Linked DNA regions of Mus musculus: all the other regions are linked to region 2. The links are chromatin contacts, called in public HiChIP or PLAC-seq and promoter capture Hi-C maps. All regions are on one chromosome and are shown on one strand. Each heading gives the region's core, a stretch centred on a gene start, on an enhancer-like site or on the middle of the called end of the contact. The rest is flanking DNA. Distances are from core to core; before and after follow the strand shown.

What was found. HiChIP or PLAC-seq counts read pairs in DNA pulled down with a chosen protein or histone mark. Capture Hi-C pulls out chosen DNA fragments and counts their contacts.
Region 1: a promoter capture Hi-C map of liver shows a contact between it and region 2, with 5 times the contacts expected there. The contact joins the promoter of Washc5 here to the promoter of Myc in region 2. A contact is called at or near these places in 1 of 39 promoter capture datasets (embryonic stem cells) and 1 of 9 other capture datasets (liver).
Region 3: a contact with region 2 is called in an H3K4me3 HiChIP or PLAC-seq map of pro-B cells, with 4 times the contacts expected there. The contact joins the enhancer-like site here to the promoter of Myc in region 2. A contact is called at or near these places in 3 of 39 promoter capture datasets (cranial neural crest, embryonic stem cells and pre-B cells), 3 of 115 datasets of contacts at active chromatin or transcription factors (embryonic stem cells, large pre-B cells and pro-B cells) and 1 of 9 other capture datasets (embryonic stem cells).
Region 4: a contact with region 2 is called in an H3K27ac HiChIP or PLAC-seq map of thymic regulatory T cells, with 6 times the contacts expected there. The contact joins the promoter of Trib1 here to the promoter of Myc in region 2. A contact is called at or near these places in 2 of 39 promoter capture datasets (hippocampal neurons and liver) and 2 of 115 datasets of contacts at active chromatin or transcription factors (astrocytes and thymic regulatory T cells).

Annotation. Positions count from the first base shown.
Region 1 is chr15:59,371,827-59,376,334 of GRCm38.p6, forward strand. It overlaps Washc5 (WASH complex subunit 5), which reads right to left and starts at 2,361. Exons shown (of 29, transcript NM_153548.3): 1 at 2,215-2,361. Nsmce2 (NSE2/MMS21 homolog, SMC5-SMC6 complex SUMO ligase) reads left to right here and starts at 2,372. Exons shown (of 7, transcript NM_026746.3): 1 at 2,372-2,529.
Region 2 is chr15:61,983,603-61,987,901 of GRCm38.p6, forward strand. It overlaps Myc (myelocytomatosis oncogene), which reads left to right and starts at 1,739. Exons shown (of 3, transcript NM_001177352.1): 1 at 1,739-2,349; 2 at 3,905-4,299. The coding sequence starts at 3,920.
Region 3 is chr15:64,020,392-64,024,916 of GRCm38.p6, forward strand. Cyrib (CYFIP related Rac1 interactor B) reads right to left here. Exons shown (of 13, transcript NM_001360036.1): 2 at 2,179-2,229. Among named protein-coding and RNA genes, the nearest start is that of Gm25628, 3.3 kb to the right of the region's middle. Within about 2 kb of position 2,065, at least 98 of the 459 cell types and tissues checked have an H3K27ac peak or open chromatin away from gene starts, as enhancers often do. A contact at or near this core is called in pro-B cells, where this site is marked.
Region 4 is chr15:59,646,408-59,650,421 of GRCm38.p6, forward strand. It overlaps Trib1 (tribbles pseudokinase 1), which reads left to right and starts at 2,247. Exons shown (of 3, transcript NM_144549.4): 1 at 2,247-3,115. The coding sequence starts at 2,756.

The sequences.
Region 1 (4,508 bases), core at 1,111-3,610, 2.6 Mb before region 2:
TTAAAACCTTTTCTAGGACAAATAATTTGGAAGTCAGATTTGAAACAAGAAGGTGGACAGGAGGATTGAGTTCAGAAATGTTCACAGGATCTTGAAAGTAGACGAAGAAAGCAACAGCCTAACCAAACGATGGGCAAGGAAATGGGGCGAGTCACAAACTGTACCCACTTAGCTACATCGTCATCCATCGCCTTCTAGGAAGCCAGCTTCGTTTTCAGCATCAGGAGCACTCACATTTGTACGTCCCTTTGTGTTGCTATCAACAGTTAGGGAGATGATGAATAAAATAGAATACTTCTGGGGTTTCTGAGTGATGAACCTTATTAAAGTTTTATCAATGGCCACAGAACAACACCAGGATAACCAGGAGGAGTCCCAGTGAGGATCCAACACTGATGGTGTCACAGAGGCCAGAGACCAATGACTCACTGTGATGAACATTTGCAAGTGAAAATGTGTGGAGAGAGGGATATACTGTGAGACACACTACAGCTTCCACAATGAGATGTTTCTCTATGCTGTGTGTGTGTTTTGGAGGAGGGGCTGTAAGAGCAAAAGGTGAGAGGATGAGGAGATAAGTGGGACTGGGATGCATGATGTGATTTGTGATGATTCACAAATAATAAAACGTTTTGAAAAATGACAACCTCTACTTTCATATTAGCCTTCTAACACTCAACTGATAAATAATTTAATAGTGTGGCCTTAGCTGCAGACCAAGCACTGTTTTAGGATCTGAAGATACAGTAGTGCAGAACCCTGAGCTCCAGTTATCATGATGTCTATACACTACTGAGAGCAGGAGACATAAGTTAGCCAACACATACAAAGAGCACTTGCAAACACCAGTACTCTAACTCTGGGTTGAACTGAATTGTTAATGGCACGGAACAGAACCACAGATCTTAATTCCCTTCTTAATATTACTTTATAGGTTACAAAGTATGGCAGCTTTAGTTTTAGGATCTTGGCATGTAACTTTTTTTTTTTTTTTTTTTTTTTAAATAGGAAGAACCCCTTGTCAAAGGAACGTGTTTTCAAGAATGGCATCTGTTACCCAGTAAGTACAGAACAAAATATCTTTAGAAAATTAAAGTGTAGAGGACAAAAGCAGATGGATTTTTTCTTCTTTTCACAAAACCTCAGATCCCTAAAGAAAGCAGTCTCAAATCCATAACAGAGGCTGTCCCAGAAAAGTTCTGGAATAAGCTGGATCACCCCAATGTGACTCATGAATTTTTAAAATTATATTTATTTTGTGTCCATTGGTGTTTTGCCTGCATGGATGTCTGAGGGTGTTGGATCCCCTGGATCTGGAGTTATAGATAGTTGAGAGTCACCACATGGGTACTTAGAATTGAACCCGGGGCCTCAGGAAAAACAAACAGTCTTAGCCACTGGGCCCATCTCTCAAGTCCTGATTCATTAATTCTTAACATCTAAGACAACTTTCCTTCCTGACCTTTTAATACATGTTGTGGTGACCCCAACCATAAAATCATTTTCATTGATACTTAGTAACTATAATTTTGCTACTGTTAAGAATCATAATGTAAACGTTTATGGAAACAGGTTTGCTAAAGGGGTCATGAAACCCACAAGTGAGAACAGCAGACCTAAGGAAAGAGTCCCTGGCTGTGGTTAGAGATAATAAAACTCCTTCACTATCCCTCATCTATATAGAAATCAAGAGTCCAACTTTTCTTTTCTTTTTTTATGAGTCCAACTTTTAAATTTCCTATCATAGAAGAATCAGGACCCAGTAGAACTACCTGCCCCCAATACAAGGACTACAGCACCATGTCTCAGGTGAGGGAGACTAGGGTATAGAGGAACGACTTGCACAAACTCACAGTGAGCGACAGGACTTTTATTCCCCCCCCCACCCCCCCCCCCACCCCCCCGCGCGCTCTCGCCCATCATCACTCCAGTGACTACTTGATTTTCTGGAGAGTAAGTGCAAGATCAGCCACATTAGCAAGGCACCGCTCCGAGAAACTTGCAAGCTCAGCTATGGGCCAAGTAGCTGAGCATCACCCCAAAAGCTTCAAAGAAGCATGCAAGAGCGATTTCCATGAAGGCGTGGGTGAACATCAGGCGTGCAACCCCAACCCTGCAAGCCCTAGGTTTTCCCGTTGGCTCCGGGGACAGTACCGGACGTGGCCCACGGGGGAAGGAATGGACCTCGAACCCGCAGGCCCGCCTCCGACTCACCTGTCAGCCGTCCGACGCTGGCCGCGTGGACTGGGCGCCCCGGTCCCCGTCTCCCACCCCAGGGATCCCCCTAGAGTCCCGGGCCGCAGAGCGTCAGCTGCCGGGACCCGGGTTTCTGTCCTGGAGTCCCTAGCCCGTCACGTGACCAAGGGGCGGCGGCCCGGGCCCGGGCATCATGTGATCGCTCGCGGGCGCCAAGTGATGACGCAGAGCGCGCGCGGGTCGTTTCAGCCACAGAAGTGGGCTGAGGAAAGGAGTCGGGGTCTGGGCGTGCGACGTTCGGCTAGATATCACCGAGCTAGGTGGGACAGCCAGGTAAGATCCAGGAGGAACCGTGATAGGGGTCTAGCCGGCGTTGTCGCCTCCCTCTGTGCTCTGGGGACCTGGGCCTGAGCCTCTTCACCCGCAGCAACTAGACGGAGGCGGGTTATGCTCACATATGATCACAGGTTATGTGATCAAAACAAAACAAACTGTTTAGAACTGACTTTTGAAACTGAGGCATGAACAGGTAGCTCAGATGGACTCAAGGCCACAGGTGCCATTTCACTTCTGCAGGTGAAGGGATGTGGTAGCCTCGGTGTGAAAAAAGAGGGGGGAAGCGGGGCGGGAGGCAACCTTCTTGGGCACGGGCATGTTGGTGGTGACCCGGAAATGGTAGTAGTTTTTATTATTACTTTGGTAACTTAACGGATTTAGTCCTGCTCATTTCATTTTTGTGAGGCGACGTTTTATATCTTCTAATGCATGTTCCAGTTTAAGGAGATCCCAGCATGAAGGAATGGTAGAAGTCGGCAATTAGCCGTATTAAGTTATATAGTAGAGATGTGTGTTAGGAACTGAGAAGGCGTGTGGAAGAGGAGGAGCCGTGGGCGAGGGAAGGTTTCAGAGAGAAGGGTGTATGCATGCTGAAAACGGAGACACTTCAACTCTTGTCGTATGAGATCACCTTGGATTTAAAGGCGGTCGAACTTTTGGTTTGCTCTATGCCTACTGTAATGCTGTGCAGAAACGTGTTTTCCTATTTAAAACTGGCTTAACTTGACAGCAACTCTTTCATGAATATAAGGGAAGCAAAATAGTGTGCTGAGCCCAATAACTTGGTGAGACTTCAGGAAGTGCTTAACTTTGTTGTAGATTGTCTTGGAGGCTATAGGTACTGGTAACAAAAAGATCGGTGTTATTGGAAAGAGGATCCAAGAAGGGGTTGGTGTAAATCAGTGTTTCTTAACTAATGTGATGATTACGCTTTGTCTTCAGATGATTCCTTGTGGTGAGAGACTGTACTGTACTTGCTAGAATTCTATCAATTCCATAGATGCTGGTCTGTGACACCCCCCAACCCCCCTCCAGTGCCACAGTCAAAAATGCCCCCACGTGATGTTAGAAGTTCCCTGGGGGAGGTGTTAAACCTCCAAACCCTAGGTTAAACCAATCCCCAAGGAATAGTGTTAGAATGTTCAGATGTCAATAAATGAAATACTATATCTATGTAGTTTCAAAAGCATCAGAAACTGATGTCGTAGAGGCTGAGAATTCCCGAGGCCAACTTACCATCAGATTCAGTGTCTGGTGAAGGCATGCTTTCTGGCTTGTAAATGGCATGCACTTGCTGTTTTCTTGGGTGGTAGAAAAGCAAGAGAGCCCTTGGAGCACCCGTTATAAGGGACTAATAATGTTCTGGAGGGTGTAGCTAGTCACCTCGCCAAAGGCCTTATCTTCTAAAACCACCAGTTTGGACATTAGGATTTCAGTATGTAAAGTGGGGATGGGGACCCAAACATTTAGACCTTAGCAGACAGATGAGACTGGAGGAGGCGGGGAAGTGAAGAGTATGTGTTGGGGAAGGTATGGGGAGGACTAGCAGTTGTGGATTGGGGCTCTAGACAGCTCTTGGAAGAGATGGAAAGAGCTAAGAGCCCAAAGGAGTGCAAACGGAAATATTGTTCCCTGATGTCTTAGTCGTGGTTTCTATTCCTGCACAAACATCATGACCAAGAAACAAGTTGGGGAGGTTTATTTGGCTTACACTTCCATACTGCTGTTCATCACCAAGGAAGTCAGGACTGGAACTCAAGCAGGTCAGGAAGCAGGAGCTGATGCAGAGGCCATGGAGGGATGTTCCTTACTGGCTGGCTTCCCCTGGCTTTCTCACCCTGCTCTCTTATAGAACCAAGACTTCCAGCCCAGAGATGGTCCCACCCACAAGAGGCCTTTCCCCCTTGATCACTAATTGAGAAAATGCCTTACTGTTGGATCCCATGGAGGCATTTCCTCAACTGAAGCTCCTTTCT
Region 2 (4,299 bases), core at 489-2,988:
GCTGAATTGTGCAATGAGCTCGATGAAGGAAGATACTATCATTCAACAGCTGAATCCTAAATTGCAAACTCAGTGGCTAATAACAACTTTGAACAATGAGCACCTTATACACGCTACTGTATTTTCTTTTCTTTCTTTTTTTTTTTTTTTTTTTTTTTTAAACCGGGTAGCAGTGAGAGAGGTTTCTTTAAGTGCCTTGGGGCGAGGAGTCCGGAATAAGAAGACTTCTTTGGGTTTTAAAGTGTAGGATAAGCAAATCCCGAGGGAATATGCATTATATAATAAATCTAGAACCAATGCACAGAGCAAAAGACTCATGTTTCTGGTTGGTTAATAAGCTAGATTATCGTGTATATATAAAGTGTGTATGTATACGTTTGGGGATTGTACAGAATGCACAGCGTAGTATTCAGGAAAAAGGAAACTGGGAAATTAATGTATAAATTAAAATCAGCTTTTAATTAGCTTAACACACACATACGAAGGCAAAAATGTAACGTTACTTTGATCTGATCAGGGCCGACTTTTTTTTTTAAGTGCATAATTACGATTCCAGTAATAAAAGGGGAAAGCTTGGGTTTGTCCTGGGAGGAAGGGGTTAACGGTTTTCTTTATTCTAGGGTCTCTGCAGGCTCCCCAGATCTGGGTTGGCAATTCACTCCTCCCCCTTTCTGGGAAGTCCGGGTTTTCCCCAACCCCCCAATTCATGGCATATTCTCGCGTCTAGCGCCTTGATTTTCCCCACCCCAGCTCCTAAACCAGAGTCTGCTGCAAACTGGCTCCACAGGGGCAAAGAGGATTTGCCTCTTGTGAAAACCGACTGTGGCCCTGGAACTGTGTGGAGGTGTATGGGGTGTAGACCGGCAGAGACTCCTCCCGGAGGAGCCGGGTAGAGCGCACCCGCCGCCACTTTACTGGACTGCGCAGGGAGACCTACAGGGGAAAGAGCCGCCTCCACACCACCCGCCGGGTGGAAGTCCGAACCGGAGGTGCTGGAGTGTGTGTGTGGGGGGGGGGGGGAATCTGCCTTTTGGCAGCAAATTGGGGGGGGGGGTCGTTCTGGAAAGAATGTGCCCAGTCAACATAACTGTACGACCAAAGGCAAAATACACAATGCCTTCCCCGCGAGATGGAGTGGCTGTTTATCCCTAAGTGGCTCTCCAAGTATACGTGGCAGTGAGTTGCTGAGCAATTTTAATAAAATTCCAGACATCGTTTTTCCTGCATAGACCTCATCTGCGGTTGATCACCCTCTATCACTCCACACACTGAGCGGGGGCTCCTAGATAACTCATTCGTTCGTCCTTCCCCCTTTCTAAATTCTGTTTTCCCCAGCCTTAGAGAGACGCCTGGCCGCCCGGGACGTGCGTGACGCGGTCCAGGGTACATGGCGTATTGTGTGGAGCGAGGCAGCTGTTCCACCTGCGGTGACTGATATACGCAGGGCAAGAACACAGTTCAGCCGAGCGCTGCGCCCGAACAACCGTACAGAAAGGGAAAGGACTAGCGCGCGAGCAAGAGAAAATGGTCGGGCGCGCAGTTAATTCATGCTGCGCTATTACTGTTTACACCCCGGAGCCGGAGTACTGGGCTGCGGGGCTGAGGCTCCTCCTCCTCTTTCCCCGGCTCCCCACTAGCCCCCCTCCCGAGTTCCCAAAGCAGAGGGCGGGGAAGCGAGAGGAGGAAAAAAAAATAGAGAGAGGTGGGGAAGGGAGAAAGAGAGATTCTCTGGCTAATCCCCGCCCACCCGCCCTTTATATTCCGGGGGTCTGCGCGGCCGAGGACCCCTGGGCTGCGCTGCTCTCAGCTGCCGGGTCCGACTCGCCTCACTCAGCTCCCCTCCTGCCTCCTGAAGGGCAGGGCTTCGCCGACGCTTGGCGGGAAAAAGAAGGGAGGGGAGGGATCCTGAGTCGCAGTATAAAAGAAGCTTTTCGGGCGTTTTTTTCTGACTCGCTGTAGTAATTCCAGCGAGAGACAGAGGGAGTGAGCGGACGGTTGGAAGAGCCGTGTGTGCAGAGCCGCGCTCCGGGGCGACCTAAGAAGGCAGCTCTGGAGTGAGAGGGGCTTTGCCTCCGAGCCTGCCGCCCACTCTCCCCAACCCTGCGACTGACCCAACATCAGCGGCCGCAACCCTCGCCGCCGCTGGGAAACTTTGCCCATTGCAGCGGGCAGACACTTCTCACTGGAACTTACAATCTGCGAGCCAGGACAGGACTCCCCAGGCTCCGGGGAGGGAATTTTTGTCTATTTGGGGACAGTGTTCTCTGCCTCTGCCCGCGATCAGCTCTCCTGAAAAGAGCTCCTCGAGCTGTTTGAAGGCTGGATTTCCTTTGGGCGTTGGAAACCCCGGTAAGCACAGATCTGGTGGTCTTTCCCTGTGTTCTTTCTGCGTCTTGAATGTAGCGGCCGGTTAGGACAGTCTTTCTTCCATTCCTGTGCTTTTGACACTTTTCTCAAGAGTAGTTGGGGTAGGCTGGGGTAGATCTGAGTCGGGGTAGAGCGACTTGTCAAGATGACAGAGGAAAGGGGAAGGGAAAAACCGGGATGCATTTTGAAGCGGGGTTCCCGAGGTTACTATGGGCTGACGCTGACCCGGCCGGTTGGACATTCTTGCTTTGCTACATTAATTGATATGTGTCCTTTGAGGGGTCAAACCGGGAGGTCGCTTCGTGGTGGCCAAAGAAAGCCCTTGGAATCCTGAGGTCTTTGGAGAAGGGATTACCTTTTGCGTTTGGGAGCGAGAAGGCTCCGTAGCTTCTGACTTACCAGTCTCTGAGAGGGCATTTAAATTTCAGCTTGGTGCATTTCTGACAGCCTGGGACCGACACGGAGGTGCGTCCCGCCCGCCAATCCCCGGCGGCGATCGCAACCCGTCCCTGAGCCTTTTAAGAAGTTGCTATTTTGGCTTTAAAAATAGTGATCGTAGTAAAATTTAAGCCTGACCCCCGCGGCACTAGGACTTGATGTTGGGCTAGCGCAGTGAGGAGAAGCAAAATTGGGACAGGGATGTGACCGATTCGTTGACTTGGGGGAAACCAGAGGGAATCCTCACATTCCTACTTGGGATCCGCGGGTATCCCTCGCGCCCCTGAATTGCTAGGAAGACTGCGGTGAGTCGTGATCTGAGCGGTTCCGTAACAGCTGCTACCCTCGGCGGGGAGAGGGAAGACGCCCTGCACCCAGTGCTGAATCGCTGCAGGGTCTCTGGTGCAGTGGCGTCGCGGTTTAGAGTGTAGAAGGGAGGTGTCTCTTATTATTTGACACCCCCTCCCCTTTTATTTCGAGAGGCTTGTGATAGCCGGAGACTGAGCTCTCTCCTCCAAGTCAGCAATCGGAAAGAAAAGCCGGCAAAGGAAGGAAGGGGGCGCGCTGGGGGTGGAGAAAGAGGAGGGCGGAGAGGGGCGGCGGCGCCGGCTGGGTAGGAGCGCGGCGACGGCGCGAATAGGGACTCGGACCCGGTCGGCGGCGCAGAGAGCCGGCACACGGGAGGGGGCCGAGCGACGCGGCGCCTCTCGCCTTTCTCCTTCAGGTGGCGCAAAACTTTGCGCCTCGGCTCTTAGCAGACTGTATTCCCTACAGTCGCCTCCCTCAGCCTCTGAAGCCAAGGCCGATGGCGATTCCTGGGCGTCTGCAGGGCTAAGTCCCTGCTCGAAGGAGGCGGGGACTCGGAGCAGCTGCTAGTCCGACGAGCGTCACTGATAGTAGGGAGTAAAAGAGTGCATGCCTCCCCCCCAACCACACACACACACACACACACACACACACACACACACACACACACACTTGGAAGTACAGCACGCTGAAAGGGGAGTGGTTCAGGATTGGGGTACGCGCTGCGCCAGGTTTCCGCACCAACCAGAGCTGGATAACTCTAGACTTGCTTCCCTTGCTGTGCCCCCTCCAGCAGACAGCCACGACGATGCCCCTCAACGTGAACTTCACCAACAGGAACTATGACCTCGACTACGACTCCGTACAGCCCTATTTCATCTGCGACGAGGAAGAGAATTTCTATCACCAGCAACAGCAGAGCGAGCTGCAGCCGCCCGCGCCCAGTGAGGATATCTGGAAGAAATTCGAGCTGCTTCCCACCCCGCCCCTGTCCCCGAGCCGCCGCTCCGGGCTCTGCTCTCCATCCTATGTTGCGGTCGCTACGTCCTTCTCCCCAAGGGAAGACGATGACGGCGGCGGTGGCAACTTCTCCACCGCCGATCAGCTGGAGATGATGACCGAGTTACTTGGAGGAGACATGGTGAACCAGAGCTTCATCTGCGATCCTGACGACGAGACCTTCATCAA
Region 3 (4,525 bases), core at 815-3,314, 2.0 Mb after region 2:
TATCTGTGACTTCTGCACAAGTAGTCTTTTTCCTTCTTATGCGAATCCTGTCGGGAATGCACTGATGAAATATCCTCTAGGACTGCGTTTGTGTTTGTGGTACTGGTTAAACTAAGTCTCATGTTAACTGTTCAGGTTGAAAGACAGCATGTTATAAGTAATCAAGATAGAGATTCGATGTGTGTGTGTGTGTGTGTGTGTGTGTGTGTGTGTGTGTGTGTGTGTTACAGTACCAAGTTTTTATTTCTTGTGGGTAACACTCGTTCAACTCATAGTTAAACTTCCAGACAGTGAAGTTTTCTAGCCCCACTGTCATAAAGAAATAAACATTTCCTTTAAGGCTCTTGGATACTCAATGCTACCTTATCTCAGGCCTCACTTCTAGACTCTGTACAATTAACACACCACTCACTGGACCCTTTGCCTGCAAAAGTCCCGTATGTGTCAGAGCTTTTGTTCACACATAACCACTGGCTCATATGTCTCTCTAAATTTCTGGTTGATTCTAGAATGTTTTGTTATAGACTCCCCAAGACCCAATGTTCTTATTTCCATCAACTCCACACATTTGTACTGGGAAGTATTTGTGCAAATCAGCTCGGTGTATCATCTCAGCAAAAACTTCCAGGTCACTGAACCCAATGCAGTCACTCATTCACGCTTCAGTCCTAGCGGTATTAAAATTCCAGCTTACAGGCTGTCCACCGAGCTTAGTAAATAATGGCACTTTCCACACGAGCCCTGTGACCCGAGCTCAGTCCCTAGAACCCACATAAAGGACAACGGAGAGAACAGGCTCCAAACTTTGTCCCCGTGACACTGTCCCCTCCCCACTCAATAATAAATGTAAGATTTCTATAAAATGCATCTCACTCCAGGTTTAGCCTCTAACATCAGAATGTAATATAAAAACTGAAAACTCCAAAATGGTTTGAAAATCCCATATGGCCTCACACTGAAGACTGGCCGACTGTCTTTTATGACATACAACATCGTCTTTCTTTTAGCACTGGACTGACTGTCTTAAGCTAAGCACCATATGGAAGAGATGGTTTGGATGTAGGGGGCATGCTGTGTGATAATTACAGTCTATAAATACAGGAGACACTTGATGGCATGAGATGCTCAAATTTTAAAAGGCACTGAGAACAAAGACTAACAGAAGGAATAGCAGATCCAGGCCTCCTATCATACTCACTCCGAGACAGAGGCCTGCCGGGTGAAATGATATGACCACCTATGCTATTTAAGGTGGTTTTGCCTTCAGTTTGCTTTGTTGAACAACTATGCCTGCATCTGTATAAGCTGAAAACACAGACATGATAAAGTGCTGACTCATCAGGCAGTTCTAGGGAGCATCCTAGCATGGTGGGAATACTGAGCCTCCTGATTCGGGGCAGTTAACTTGGGTAGGATAGTAAACATTTATCCAGCTGTAAAGAATAAGATTTGTGTTTAACTGCACACATAACTCCATTAAAAAAACAAAACAAAACATTAAAACCATTAGAGCACGCCAGAGCAGAGGTTGCCATGGGCCACTGTGCTGAGGGCCCCTTACCATGCTGACGCATCACCACAAAGCTGGCCAGCCACGTGGAATGTGGTGAGGCAACCAAGAGGCACAGGAAAAGAAGACAGAAAATGCCCGTGCCCTGCCAGCCAGGGGGCACCTGAGCTCAAGGAGAATGGTTTTCCCCCACGACAGGCGCCCTCAGAGGGCAAAAATTACGCTGGTTAACCGGCTTGCAAGCCAGGTGTGAATATTGACTCTGCCTTTCATCACAGAACGACTGGGGGCAAGGTCCTTCCTTCCCGTGAATTTGAGCTTGGTAGGGCTACTGTGACTTGGGTAATGTCTACACACTATGAGTCTATGGCTCAGAACTCTTTGCTGCTACTGTTACCTGGGGCAGGAAGGTAGAAGTATCACCTCACTTCCAAATTAGTTATTTAAAGTCCTAGTCTGACTCAACAGCCTACAGATGCTCAGCGTTCATGGGCCAAGGAGATGATGCGTTATGTGCTGTCACTTCCATGGGGTGGGGACGCTTCTACTGAAGTGAAAGTCACATCTGGCTCGCTGCCCCACCCACTCCGTTGTTTCTTCAGAGTGAGAGTGAGCAGTGCAGGGTTAGAGCCAGGTGGCTAGGGTCCCATGCCAGCTCTGTTACTTACCAATGCAGTAGCCTTGAAAGGATCTCAGATCCCGGGCCTCGGCGTCTTCTCCTGTAAGAAGAGTGACAGCAAGGATTAAGCGAGCTACAGCAGCACGCCGAAAGCCACCAGGAAGTCCTGGCCGTCACCATTACGTCTTCCCTTCCGATACTAGTAACATGGTCTGAGAGGACGACTTGTAAGTGCCAGTTACACAGACCAGGCCAAAGCGTCCCATCTTTACACGTGGTACCATGGGACTGTCACCTACAAAGACCATGCTCAAGAACTATGGAAGTGCCAGGCATAGTTCTTTGATCACACACCTTTGATCCCACTACTTGGGAGACTGAGTTCAGAGCCAACCTGGTCTCCATAGTGAGTTTCAGGATAGCCACAATTTTGGGGTTTTGTTTTTGGTTGGTTGGCTTTGTGCCCTGTCTCAAAAAAAAAAAAAAAAAAAAAAAAACTAAACAAGGAGAAAACAAACAAACAAACAAACGTATGCAATCAAGTTACAAAAACAAACATCACACAGATTTCTCACGTTTGGACTGGAGAGATCATTCAATGGTAAGGATGCTTACTGGTCCTGCAGAGGACGAGGATTCAATTCCCATCCCTCGCACTAAACAGTTTACAACCGTCACTCCAGCTCTAAGGAATCTGACACCCTCCTTTGGTCTCAACAGGTACCTGCACAGGTGTGATACACAGAAACTCATGCAGGCACATTCCTTTAATCTCAGTGCCCAAAAGGCAGAGGCAAGTGGATCTCTGTGAGTTCAAGGACAGCCAGGTGTACACAGTGAGTTCCAGACCATCAAGAACTAGAGTGAGACCCTGCCTCAGAAAAAAAAAAGTAAATGAAGTAAGAGTTTTTAAAATGTCACATTTTAAGTTAAGTTTACAATGTTGTGTTGGGCTACATTCAAAACGACCCTTGCAGCATGCAGCCCATGGGTCACAGGTTAGACGCACAGCAGCAATGTTTCTCAAATCCGTCTCTCACTTAGTGCTGAAAATAACACTAGCCATCACAAGGATGGGGGGTGGGAGGAGATGGGGGGGAGAGGGGGGAGAGGAGAGATGGAGATGCGGGAGAAGGAGCTCTGAGAATAATTTGCTGACAGTTGCACAGATGAAGGCAAAGCCCCAAACATCTGTAACTAAGGACCATCAGGATGGACACCCTAGTCTCAGTCGTAGAGGGTGGGGTGGGGTCATGCTGTGCTCTGAGATTCTGAGTCCTGGATGGCTACAGAAACCCTGGTCCCAGAAAAATATGTTCAGCTCAACTTGACTCTGAACTGATCTCAGCCATTCTGTCCCTGAATCATTTCCTGTTTGGGGTTTCTGTTCTGCACAGAGAAGAAAGCAAGCATGCACAGTGCCCTCAGAGGTCTCACTCTTGGAAACCAATCTCTCAGAGCGGAAGCTTAGGCATCAAAGAGTTTTCAGAAAACCAGGGTTCAACAGCAGCCCCCTTGACACGTGACCTGCACTCCGCTTGAAATGGAGGCAGAGGGGCGTCTACACACACTCACTGCCAGATGGAGTGGAGCGGAGTGAGCGCCCTTGGCCAGGATCAAATCTTCAGCTGCCGGGGAGTTCTCACTTAGCTTTTCATTGAGTTCTGAAAATACCGGAAGCCACTTAACCGGCTTCATTTTATTCACAAAAGGTGTGGGGCGGGGCCTCCTTGTCTCAGGAGGCCATTGTCTGCTGCTGTCACCCCGTGTGCTTTGCCAGCTCTGCTTCTGTTCACAGGGACAAGTGCCTTCCCCTTCTTCTTGTTGTATGCTTTAACATTCCCTTTTAAACTCATCACAAACGCTTAAAGAAAGGGAAGACCCAACTGAAAGGCTGTCTAAGCCATGCTCACAGCCATATCTTCAAATGTGTATGCACACATGTACATATACCTTATCACACACATATACACACCATATATAAGTATAACCCACACCACACAGTCTACAAACATATACCTATATGCCACACTACACACACACAGTGCACACATATAAGTGCAACATACACATAACACATTACGTGCCATACACATGTACAAATTCATGTACACATAACATACCATATACATGAACAAATGAAACACACACCACACACCTATAAACCACATACATACATATATATAGCACATATCACACATACAATGAATACACATATTCCACTTAAACATATACAACATGCCTACCACACACAATGTGAAAGCACACATGCACACACACATGCATATCATGTATACTCATACCATATACATGTATCATACTACATACATGCATCACACATATATCATATACCCCACAGGTATATCACATAGCAGATACACACTATGAGTACACCA
Region 4 (4,014 bases), core at 997-3,496, 2.3 Mb before region 2:
AACCCCAAAACTCAGTGAGTTTGTGAAGGCCATCCCAGGGAGCTGAGCAGAGGAGGACGGGGCACATGTTTAGCTGAGGTGTCATGGCAACGGTGGTTTGTGGTGATGTATCTCCCAGAAGAGGCTAACAAAGGGGGAGGAGGTACATACAGCATTCAGGTTAAGATAACTCATCACAGTATTGGTTGGGTTCATTGTCCAGTAACAGGCCCAGCGGGCAGCTCAGTACATCCTAAGATTCCTTCAGGAGAGAATCTTATCAGGTAGGACAAAAAACCTCAGGGTCTAGTGCAACTTCCTAAACATACTTAGTCCCGATAACCTGTCAAGATTCAGCTCCCTCTCCTAGCCAAGCTGCTGTTCCGTACACGGATTTCCTCTGGGCAGTTCGCATAACCCTATGGAGGCCTCCCTAACAGTTCCTTTCTTTGCAAGTTGTGGTCTCCTCTGAGTCTACAAGAGTGCCGGAGAAGCTTCCCCTACGGACTATGGACTGCTTCCCGTCGCCTTTGAATCACAGCAAGGAAGCTAAAGGTTTTAGGCTTCCGTTTTTTGTTTTTTTTTAATCAAATGGAGCAAAATGTAACCCTATGAAGTGAGTGTAAAACTAAAGTTCATAACGTATGCAAAATAATCAGAGTAAGGAGCCCGCACGCCCCTGGGCCACAACTGATGCCAATTATCATTACTGTCTCAATTTAAGTCTCCTAATCCCCAGCGCCTAACTAACCCTTGGAGATGCTTAATTAGCGTTTGTTGAATGACTGGAGAATTAATGATGAAAAGGATTTATTCTTGGGTTTGACCTGGTTTTAGAAAATTAATTATTCAGCATAATTGCAAGAAAGGATTTTGATAATAGGCATCTATGCTAAGTGAGGATCCAGAGACTCCAAACTGACCTGGTTTGCGAAAGAAGTGGGGGGGGGGGGGACCAAACAAAACCCAGCAACACAAAATGTGACTGCAAGCTGTTTCCAGGGAGCAAGGTCAGCCAGTTTCAAGAGCACACAACTCAAACTATATGAAAGTATACATGCGACCTTGTCCGCGTGCAGATGGTATCCCTGGCAGTGAATAGAATGACCCGTACCCCAGTATCCAATACTCCTGGCCGCACTGGCGCCCTAGACCCTCGGGCGCGCATTGCAGGCGGGAGGGGACAGGAATCTGGCGCCAGCCACGTGGGCCCCTTCCGCCAGTTCCCCACATCCTTTGTTTCCCACCGGCCGGAGCTCAGGAAGCTCTTTCGGCGAGTCACCGCGAAGGGGCGGCCCAGGAGCTTGGAGAGGCTATTTCCGTGCAATCCGGGCGGGCGGCAGGCGCGGGAGGGGCGTGGAGGTGGAGGCAGAGCAGAAGGCCCAGTGTTTGCTTTTATTTCATCCAACAGAAGGTTCTATTTGTGGAAGCGAACAGACGCTGGGGATTAGAGTTGGGAGGGGGCAGGAAAAGAGGGGAAGAAAAAAAAAGCCACATTCACTACCACGCACAGGTCTTCCCCGGAACTACCGCGTGGGGGTGAATGACTGATAATGGAATTCATCACCTTTCCTCTCGCCCCTTCCTCCGGCTGCAGCCGCGACTCGACGGCGCCCACAGCTCCACCGGGAGCTCCCCAAAGTGCAGAACGGCGGGGAGGGGGGGACCCACTAGGATAAAGGCGTGACCACTGGGTCTCAGCCAGCTGCCGGTGCGCAGCCAGGAGGTGCGCGCGCGGCCGCCGGGAGCTCGGTGCTCCATTGTGTTGTGTGAATGATGCGCGCGCACCAATCAGCGGTCGTTTCGCCCCTGCTGCCCCGCCCCTCCCGCCCACTTCCCCGGGAACCTGACGTCACGGGAGCTTTGCCTCCGCCCCCTCCCTGGGCTACGGGCCCGCGGGCCTGCGGTGGGGCGCGCGCAGCCTGCTGCCCAGCCCAACCCGGGGGGCGTGTGCGCGCGCCCAAGGCGTCCCAGGACGTTCCCACCTGCGCCTCGGCGCGCGCGGTCAGGAGCATCCCCAGGCCTCCAGCCACCCCTTACAGTTCCAGCCTCCAACTCCACCTCCCCTCCCCCCTAGTCTCCTCCCTCCGCTCCGGTGACTGCAAGCCGGGCGACGGGGCCGGAGTCGTCGCAGCCACCTCATTGCACAACCCGGCTTCCCAACTGTTTACACAGCCCGGGCTGTGAGTGTGTGTGTGTATACAGCGTGAGTCACCGGGAGGCGGAGGAGGTGGAGGAAAAGGAGAAGGAGTGCACTGGCCGGGATCAGTGCGGCACACACACTCATAGTCGGTCACTCTCTCTCTCTCTCCTGGAGCGCGTCTCGCTCGCTCACACGCCTGGAGCCCAGGAGCGCGCAGGATTCCGAGCGGCGCGGAAAAGTTGTACCGGCTTTTACGCCAGACTAATTGCTTTGGGAAGTGCGTTTGCTCGGAGAAGCCGAGGAGCCTGTGGAATCCTGTCCTCGAGGCTCAACACCCGGGAACTCGGGCCGTCTCCACGTCCCGGACTATCCACAGCCTCGGCAACAATAGCGGCGGCCACCGCCAACGAGGCGCCCAGACCTGGTGCCTGTGGGGGTCTGGAGACCTTAGCCGGCCTCCCACCCTTGGACGCGTGGCCAACGTGGTTCTGGTGGACAACGCCAGCGTCCTGGAACGGCTCCTCTTGGGGACCGATCCAAGCTCTATCTGCAAACTCCATCCCGCCGACTGGAAGAAGTCACAGCGCAGATCCAGGGATTTACAAAGCCGGGGCCGCTCCGGCCAGGGCCGCGATGCGGGTCGGTCCCGTGCGTTTTGCCCTGAGCGGCGCCTCGCAGCCCCGCGGTCCGGGTCTACTGTTTCCGGCTGCCCGGGGAACCCCGGCCAAACGCCTGCTGGACACGGACGACGCGGGGGCAGTGGCGGCCAAGTGTCCGCGCCTCTCTGAGTGCTCGAGTCCCCCCGACTACCTCAGTCCCCCTGGCTCGCCCTGCAGCCCTCAGCCTCCGCCCTCCACGCAGGGGACCGGCGGCAGCTGTGTGAGCTCACCCGGGCCCAGCCGAATCGCCGACTACCTGCTGCTACCCCTAGCTGAGCGCGAGCATGTGTCCCGGGCACTGTGCATCCACACCGGCCGCGAGCTGCGCTGCAAGGTAAGCATCCTGGGGCGGAGGTTGCGGGTCTGGATCGTCCACAGAAGTGCCTAGGTTCCGGCCCACCGGGATCACAGTCCCGCCAGCGCTTGGGTTTGGCAGAGCAGATAAGGGCGTTTAGTTGGATAAGGAGGGTATTTTGGTCAGCTTCGTGTTTTTGGAGGTTGAGTGCTTTCCTGTGGAGTGTTTTTTGGTGAGGGTTAGGCGGTCTAGAGGAAGTGCAGGGTTCAGTTCTTTTATCTCTGTTCTTTTCTTTGGCGCTCTGTATTGCTAGCGCGTGGCGTTCCATTTAAGTTTGGAATTGCAATGGGTTCCAGGGCCATGCCATTGCCCTGCTCTCATCCCCCTCCTCCCCCTGTCCTGGAAGGACGCCCTGCAGTGTGTGCCTCCTCGGGACTTGGAGCAACTGGCAAGCTCTTTGCGCGAGGCTCGCGGCATGGGTTCTGTATAGACCAAGTCGGGCTTCTTTTTACCTAGGGGTTTCTGGGCTTGAACTCCTGTTGGGACCAGCATACAGCCCACCCCAGGAAGTGTTGGGATGGGGTGGTCTTAAGCGTGGGAAGGCTTCTGGCCAGCATCGGAGTATTGGAAAACTTCCAGAGGCTCGCTTCCACTTGCTTTAGTTTGAGCCGGCGATTTTCATTGCAACATTAACAGGAGTACAACTAGATACAGGATGGCCGGTCTGGGAGAGCGCGTAGCCCAGGACTGCTTCGCAGTGTGCTCTTCGTGAGCCGGACACCCCATCTCTGGGCCATTGAGAGCCCCACTGACTCCTTTCATTCTCCTGCAGTTAAAAGTGGCATCTGGGTTTCCAACAACTCACCTGAAAGCCCCCCTCCGCCCCCCCCCCCCCCCAACGTGAGCGCCCCACCTCTCCGTTTGCTGCTGCCACCTAC